Linked DNA regions of Anas platyrhynchos: region 1 is linked to region 2. A link is a contact called in public Hi-C data. All regions are on one chromosome and are shown on one strand. The core of a region is the stretch at or near the end of the contact, and the rest is flanking DNA. Distances in the headings are between cores, read along the strand shown. Region 1 holds the start of RAB11B (RAB11B, member RAS oncogene family). Region 2 overlaps MARCHF2 (membrane associated ring-CH-type finger 2).

Region 1 (4,205 bases), core at 746-3,245, 48 kb before region 2:
GCAAATTGGCAAAGTGGTGCTCGAGGCCAAAATCTGGGGCAAGTCCAAGAAACAGCTGATGAATAACACGGCCCGAGTTCTTTGTGGTTCTCCCCTCCTGGCACAGCCCAGGCAGCCCCAGACAGGCTCTCTGGCACCCACGGAAAAAACAAGAAGCCGATGCCATCGGCGTGTCTGCTGTCAAGGGTTTGCACCTGGTATATTGTAGTAAAAATGCTTGGGGTTTGTAGGACATCTGCGGCCAGGGGCTCAATGGACTATGATCAATTCTAGATGTGGGATTCTCAGAAAGTGTCTGCAGACACGTTGCTCCAGCAGCAGCTGGTGACACGTGGCTGGTCTTGGTGACACAAAGCCAATTCCCCAGCACAAAACCCGCCACGAGCCTGGGGGACTCCTGAGGGCTGACAACGGGGGCTTGGGGCTCACGCATAGCTCGGCATCGCCCTGGACCTCAGGGCTCTGATCCTCCTCCTGCCCGGACATCATCTCACTGCCTGCAGCCAGCATCAAAGCTCCGCACGCACACGTCCTAGGACACTCTCTTCAAAACTTAAGGCAGCATTTCCCAGGCAGGGGGAGAAGAAAGGGATTTGGATCCCAACCAGTAGGAAATAACTTTGCTTTTTCCTCTTAAATCCCCCCCAGTACTCAGTTCAGAACTAATTAAGCTGCTTGTGATAATGAAAATGAGATGTTTTATCTCACCAGGGCTAAGGGAGGTGTGGGAGACGTTTTCCTTAGGGCATCCCAGGGTAATTCCCGTCCCCAGGGGCTCCTGCAGCTGACATATCACAGCCCCGCTTCTCTCGATAGCATTTAGCTGTTCGGCAGTTGGATGCTCGATATCCTGGGAGTGCTCGAGTCACTGCACAGCAGGGCCATTGGCTGCGGTCCTGCGGGAGGATGAATATCACAAACGAGAGACGCTGATAATGCCTTCCTGCAGTCCTGGTTGATAAAACTCCCTTCTGCACAGATTAAAAGCCTGATGCCCTACACCGTGTGTTCTGTGAGCGCTGAGAAGCAAAGAGTGCAAAGAAAAGGTGAAAAGAGACTTCCTCCCTGCTTCCTCAGAAATCTCTGTCGGAGAGGAGCAATTTGCCTGAACCTGTGCCGGGTCAGGCGATAGCATCTCCCCCAGAGCCCCACACGTCCATGCGTTTATGGCTTTCCTCCCCAGCTGCTTCCGTTGCCTTTTATGCGATGCCCACACACAATTCCCCAGCACGGCAGCGGGACCGCAATGTGTGATTGCAACGCGCTCCGTTTCTCACCTCATTTTCAGACTACTGTTCATAAAAAAGAATAATAATTTTCACTGAGCAGGAGCTGGCTGATAAGCTGTTAGGCCGGGTGCTGCCTGCTCACAGGCTCCCACACGCTACCAGCAGGCACCGGGACCCCCAAAACCTTGCTCCTGCGGGCCTGGGGGGCTCTGAGGTCTGGGACAAGTCGGGGGCACCCCAGAGCCACACGGCCTGGGGGGGGTGAACAGGCACCCCCACGTCATGCACCGAGGTGAGGGGGGCCCAGGCGGTGGGTGGCACCCCCGGTCCCCCCCGGTCCCGCCCCGTCCCCCCGATCCTCCCCCCACGCCGCCGCCGTGCGGACTGAGCTCCGCGCTGCGCAGCCCCGCCAAGCCCCGCCCCTCAAGCCCCGCCCCCTCAAGCCCCGCCCAATCAGACACCACCCCCAACAGAAGCCCCGCCCACTCTTTCTCAAGCCCCACCCATCCTCGCTCAGACCCCGCCCACCCTCCCCCAGGCCCCGCCCCCTCTCCCCCCGCCCCCTCTCCTCCCCGGCCCCTCCCTGCCCCCTCCCCTCTCATCCCCGGGTCCCGGCTCAGCCCGCCAAGCACCTCCCCTCCCCACCTCCCCCCTCCCCATTGGACTCCCCCACCCGCCACTCAACGTCTTTCCGATCGCCTATTGGACAAAACCCACAGGGCCGGCGTAACGCCCGCCTCCTGCGGGCTGTGGCGGCCGCTGATAGGCTGCGGCCTGTGAGGAGCGGCCCCCCCCACACCCTCCTCCTCCTCCTCCTCCTCCTCCCACCCGGCTGGGCCGCGCTCGGTGCCTGGCAGCCTGAGGGGTCGGCGCCGCCATCGCCATGGGCACCCGCGACGACGAGTACGACTACCTCTTCAAAGGTACCGCCCCGCCGCCTCCTTTGTGAGCGGGGCCGGGCCGCGAGCCCCCCCCGAGCCCCCCCCCGGGCCCACCCCGAGGCCCCCCGGGCCCACCCTGAGGCCCGCGGGGTCGAGGCCTCGGCGCCCTGAGGGTGCCGCTGAGGCGCCGCCCCCCCCCCCCCCCCCCCCCCAAATCCCCCCTCAGGGCCTGTCCCGGTGCTGAGGGAGCTCGGGCACCGCTCGCTGCTGCCTCACGGCGCCCCCCGGCCCTCGGAGCCGCTGCCTGAGGGGGTCCCCCGGGGGTCGGCGTCGTGTGGGGGCAGCCCCCGGCTTGTTCTCCTCGCCTTGGGCCCTCTCTGGGGGTCGCCTCTGTGAGTGTTTGGGGCCGGTGTTGTGCCCAGGTGCTGGGGCTGAGCTGGGGCAGCCCAGGAGAGGAGCAGCTGGGCTGAGCGGCCTCGTGCTCCCCAACCTGTTGTGGTTTGGGTTGCGCCAGGTGATCGTGGGGTTTTCTTCCAGCCCAGACGATTCTTTGATCCCGTGGTCTCCTGCTGCTGACATCCGTGGGTTCACCCGCAGAGCTGCCCCTCTCCGAGGTTGCCGTCGCTGGGTGGCCTTGGGGCTGGGGGTTTCTCCATACGCAGTCACCGAAAAATTCCCCCGGAGCTGGATGTTGGTGCTTGCTTTGTGGCCGTGACCCCTGGCAAGGGCAGCAGCAAGGCTCCATTCGCTGGTTGAGGAAAGGAACGAGCGGTTACTCACACGCTGGAAATGATTTCTGGGTGGCTGTGGCTATGTAGTGCCTTTGTTTGACAGGCTTCAGGATGGCAGGAGGGAAGAGCCCCTATAGGTAGAGTTAGAGGAGAACATAAAGCAGAGGTCTAGCCTCGGAAAATATGCTAAACTGTCTGGGTCTGAAACTAGTTTCTTTCTGAAGTCATTCCATCGTCTATTTCCCAAGTGGTTTAATAGCTGGGAACTTGAAAGCCTAAAAACTGAGTTTCTTGTTTCTTTCTGTGACTAGTCAATTAGGTAGGCAGAGCTGTATTCATCCTGAGGAACACTTCTGCTGCTTTGAAATGTGATTTTAATTTTATCGGGAGTGACACAACCTAAAGCTATTTGGGCAGGGACCATGCTGTTGTGTTGATACAGCAAATTGACTTGGCACACTTTATAGCACTTAATTTAATGAAACGTGGGGGAGAGGATTGTGCTTTTCTGTGTCTTGGGTAGGGGTAGTTGTGTTACTGTTAAAAAATAAAACAAAACAACACAAAAACCCCTTTCCTATCTAGTTGTCTTTCCTTCCTTCCTTCCTTCTGGGCTTTTTAGGACCGGACAAGAAGTGGCGAATGTAAACAAGATCAAGTGGGATGCGATCTCCACTATAATAAGAAAATGAAGAGGATCAACTCCCCTTCTTTTCCCTCCTTGCCCCTCCTGTAATGGAATTAAATATCAAGGGGAATTGACATAATGAAAAAATCAATGTCCAGGGGTTGATTGAGTTCTGGTCTAGTCCCTTCTTTGCTCCACAGATGGGGTTTGAACTCTTCTCTGTAGGCACATGGTGGTCAGAGATGGGGTTAGTGGTGGAGGGGGTGGTTGCTGGCTGGGAAGGATTCATTTCATTTCCTTACCTCTAAGGTCGACTTTAATTTCTGACCATTTCTTCAGCCTCCTGTTCCCAAAGGAAATCTGACTTCAGTCTTCACAGTTGCACTTGAAGAAATTATCATCCTCACGTTGTAATATTATTTAGGGCTGGCTGCTGCTGAATCCAGTTTTTAGCTTTTTATGTAGTGGAAGATCTGGAACTGCTTGTATAGGAGCTTGACTTCTGCCGTGGAGCACAGAATATATTAAACAGCTTTATGAAGAGTTCAAAAGGCAGAGCCCCATTTGTTGGCAGCGTCCTTTGTAAGAAATGCTGTAAGAAACAATTGCTCAGGGATGAAAACAGCGAAGGAGTTAGTAGCAATAATTTCCCCACGCAGCTGGCTCCCTGCTCTTAGGGTTCCCTCATGCAAGAGAATGACGACTGGTGTCGTCAGCCGCTTTGTGCTCTAGGACT
Region 2 (3,921 bases), core at 383-2,882:
GCCCTGGCCCACCACCGCTGCTTTACAGCTGCACTGCTGGGGCTGGAGGCGCTGGGGACCAGTGGGAACCCACACTCGGTGCTGCCTGGATGTTTAACTGCTCCATGCTGGGAAAGGGCTTCCCACAGATGCCTCGCTGTACTTCCTTCTGGACATGCTGAACTAGGCAGCCAGGAGCTTACAGCTTGGAGCAGGGCCAGAATAGCAGGAAAGCAAACACACGGTGGTGGTGCAGCACGTATCTGTGAGCGCTCCCAGCTGGGCCCCTCCCTCTGTTCCCAGTTCAGTTCTTTCACGTTCTGTTATCAGGTGGGTTTCTGGGTTTGAATCTCATTTTAGCTCTCCTCCTCTCAGCCCTGCATGTGCTCAGTACCCTTCTCCAGCCACTTGCACCGTTTTGGAAAGGGAAGGGGTGCAGTCGCTGGGGGAGAAGCGGTGGGACCCTAGAAGATGGCAGTTCTGCAGTCAGTAAAAATGCCCCAGCCCACCTGCCTGCCATCTGATGCTCTGATTTCTCAGAAACAGAGCTTTCTCTGGGGTTAGGACATTCCTTGCAACTAATCCCATGCAGATCCTGGTGCCAAGGAAGGGTGAGCTGGGGCTTCAGCCTTCCCTTTGGTGGGACACATGCTGCTGTCGAAACACACAGAGATAGCAATGCACAGGGAGCTGTGAAAGAAAAGCTCTGGCTGCATAAGGTTCACTTCTGTAGAAAGCCAAACTAAAATTGGAAACTTTAAGAGGAAGTGCTTCCGTCTTCTCTGTCCCAGGACTAGTCTGGTGCTGCCCCAAATCTGGAGGAAACGGAAAAATGTTTTCAGTGATATCATGCGTCATGACTCAAGTTGCTCTGCTTCTGCTGCACTTCCCACTTCCTTGAACAGGGAGGGATGTTAAGTGGAGCCCCTTTATTCAGCTTTACTGTACGCAGCTGCAGTTCCTCTGTGCCACTGCGGGCTGTGTGACCCACAGGGCTGGTACACGGTTGGTGGTGATGTGCTGTAATCAGCGTGAGGATTGCAAGAGATGCCACGGCCGAGCTTGCAGCTCCTTCCTGTGGAGCAGGGTCTTTCCGCGAGGTTTGCATTACTTAGCTCCTCGTTTGCGTGCTCTCTGAAGACTGCAAGATCCATTTGCTTCTTGTTTATAAGCAAACGACCTTATTCCCACAGTTGTACCTCTACTGCAGGCAGAAGGGGAGCACAGATCAGTGGGCTGGATCACCCCAATGCTGTGGCGCAGCTCTGCCTCTCATAGCAGATGTCTCAGTCTTATACAAAAGCAATGGGAGTGCTGATGTTTCCTTGCCCGATCTGCTTCCCGGTTCTTCCTACTTGTCAGCAAAATGACACATTTCTTCTACAAAACGAGAAAGCTTGGTTCTGATGAGTGGCTGCCTGGATTCAGTATTTAATTTTCTTTGCCACAATTTCTAGGAAAATAGACAGCAGGGAAATACATGCTGCTTTTATTCCTCCCTCGAAAAAATAAAATGATCTAGAAACATTTAATTTCAAAGCTAAGGAATTGGCAGGAGCTGTGAGAAAGTCTGTGGTGGGGTTTGTGATTGCAGAAGGGCACGGCGAGAGGCGCAGCCCATGCGGGAAGTGCAGCTCAAAACTCCCCCTTGCAGGGCTGCTCCGAAACTGCAGGGCCAGCTCCTGCCCCTGGGCCAGGCTGCTGCAGGCACCTCCAGCCCCATCCTGCTGCTGCCCAGAAAGCTCCTTTGGCCACGCCAAGCTTATACATCTTCTGTTAGCACGAATTAATTTATTCCTCATTAGAGGCTTGGGTGACGGAGTACCCCAAACTGTTTTGGGGTCAGGGCTGCGTCCCTTGTCCAAGGGGGTGCTGGTGGGACAAGAATTGGGCAGAGCCTGCACGGGGTGGATGCTCTCCGTGTCTCCCCGGCCCTCCGCCTGTAACCAGCCTTGTTGCCCACCAGGTCTCGTTCCGCTACCACTGCCAGCTGTACTCGGAGTGGCGAAGGACCAACCAGAAAGTCCGCCTGATGATCCCGGCCTCGCGGAGCCCTCACCCCGTGCCCCACTCCCTGCTCTCCGCCAAGCTCCTGAAGAAGACCGCGGACGAAACCACCGTCTGAGCCGTGGCTGCGCCCGCGGCCAGGGTGAGGGCGGCCCCCCCGGGGCCAGCAGAAGCAGAAGGGGCCGGGTCTCCCCCACGCGTGCAGGGAGCGCAGCAGCCATGGAAGCACTGGGGAGCAGTCGTCCCACCCGAAGGGACTTGGCGGTCGGCATGTACTTCGTACGATGGCAAACACAGAGGATAAAGGTCTGTCGTGTGAAACGGCCCAAAAGAGCCAGATGGCGGAACACGCCTGTCTGCAGGGACACTTTGCTATAACTAAATACCGTACGTGGAAAATCTCTCACATATATATATATATCTATATATAATATTATTTTTTAATGGCCATGAATATTGTGTTTCAGTCCTTTTGTGTTGATGTTCTAAGCTTCAGTATAGAAGCTGGCAGCCTGATCTCATTCAGAGGTTAAATCTATGCCTTTTCTCTAAATGAGCGTATAAAGAACACTTTTCATTGACCGTTCTCGAAAGTCCCTTCTCCTTTGCACTAAATTGGTTTTGATAATATTGCAGCAGCCTTTCCCGTTACTCTTTGGTCTCTTTCGTGGTGTTTCTGTGCTTTCTAGAAAGTTATGTGTTTTTAATAATTATTATAATCCCAGAAGGAGTAAAATGACATAATACTGAATGGAGACATTTTGTATTGTAAAGTACTGTAATTTTGAGGATTTCAAAATAAGTTTCAAAAGCGGAAAATCTGTTCCTGTGCAGACGTGATCTCACAAAATGCTTTCCCTGCAGATCCTGGCTCATCCCCAGGACTCAGATGCGCTCAGCTCTTGGCTTGTCTGACAAAGGTAGATAGATGGAGGATCTGAGGGTGGGAAATGACGGCTCATCCTAGCTAAACCCACCGTTGCCTTTTGCTTTTAAAGGGTTCAGAAAGGCTCTTTCCCAACCCCAAAAGCTGAGAATAGGAGTCTCTGTTTTTGCTGACGTCCTTACACAATCTTGAGGCTGGACCTCTTGTAGTGTCAGTTATCCACATACCTTCCAGGGACAGGCCATGCTCTGCAGCTCTCGGCAGGACATCTCGGCTGTCTCTGTGCGCTTTATTTGCACATTCCTTGGCAGCAGAGGAGCTGCTGTCATTTGGTTCATCCCTGAACTCGCTGCCTGCCCATTATGTGTCCTCTGGCGAAACACCCCAAGTTCACTGGTTCCCAGAGGCGTGCAGGCTCCGGGTCCCTTTCCTTGCAGGGCTGGCTTTCCCCCTCCTCCTTCATCCTCCTGCATTTCCAGCATGCCCAGCTCCCAAACCCCTCTGCCCCAGAGTGGCCAATCTGCTGCAGGTCTCTAGCACATAGCAGAGTCTCTCCCTCTTCCTGAGCTTGGTGTTAGTCCGTGCCTCTCCAGCTCCTCGCTGCTGTGCCAGGCAATGTCTGTGTTTGGTGCTGTGCTCTCCCGAGCCCTGCTTGCAGAACAGACCGTAAGGATGCCAGCATTGGCACTGCTCTGCTGAGTGCAGCTGCTCAAGCATGAGACAGCTCCTGGTCCCGCAGCAGTGAGGGTAGAAAGCAGGGAGGAGGCAGGCTCCAAGGGTGTCTTTGCAGTGGGTGGTCACAGAGCGTGTCCCTCAGTTCCTTTCCTGATCCCAAGTGGATCAGTTGATGCCCTGCAAGACTGAGGCCTGTAATTTCTTGAATTGGCAGCACCACGTGCTGTTCCTGCTTCCTTCTAGCTGCAAAGCTGGATATTTTTCCTTGTGTGCCCCTGTTCCTTGGTTGTTTTTTTTTTGTTTTGTTTTGTTTGGTTTGGTTTGTTTTTTTTTCTGCCTGACCCTAGGCTGGAAGTCCCTGGTGGACACGAGCA

The links. Hi-C and Micro-C count contacts between places; a contact is called where the count stands out from the background.
Region 1: a Hi-C map of subcutaneous adipose tissue shows a contact between it and region 2, with 1.8 times the contacts expected there. The contact joins the promoter of RAB11B here to the enhancer-like site in region 2. A contact is called at or near these places in 2 of 8 Hi-C or Micro-C datasets (skeletal muscle and subcutaneous adipose tissue).

The regions. Positions count from the first base shown.
Region 1 is chr29:4,040,461-4,044,665 of IASCAAS_PekinDuck_T2T, reverse strand. It overlaps RAB11B (RAB11B, member RAS oncogene family), which reads left to right and starts at 1,995. Exons shown (of 5, transcript XM_027472087.3): 1 at 1,995-2,152. The coding sequence starts at 2,113.
Region 2 is chr29:3,992,497-3,996,417 of IASCAAS_PekinDuck_T2T, reverse strand. MARCHF2 (membrane associated ring-CH-type finger 2) reads left to right here. Exons shown (of 5, transcript XM_027472651.3): 5 at 1,946-3,921. The coding sequence ends at 2,104. Among named protein-coding and RNA genes, the nearest start is that of GP1BA, 31 kb to the right of the region's middle. Within about 2 kb of position 1,632, at least 3 of the 8 cell types and tissues checked have an H3K27ac peak or open chromatin away from gene starts, as enhancers often do. A contact at or near this core is called in subcutaneous adipose tissue, where this site is marked.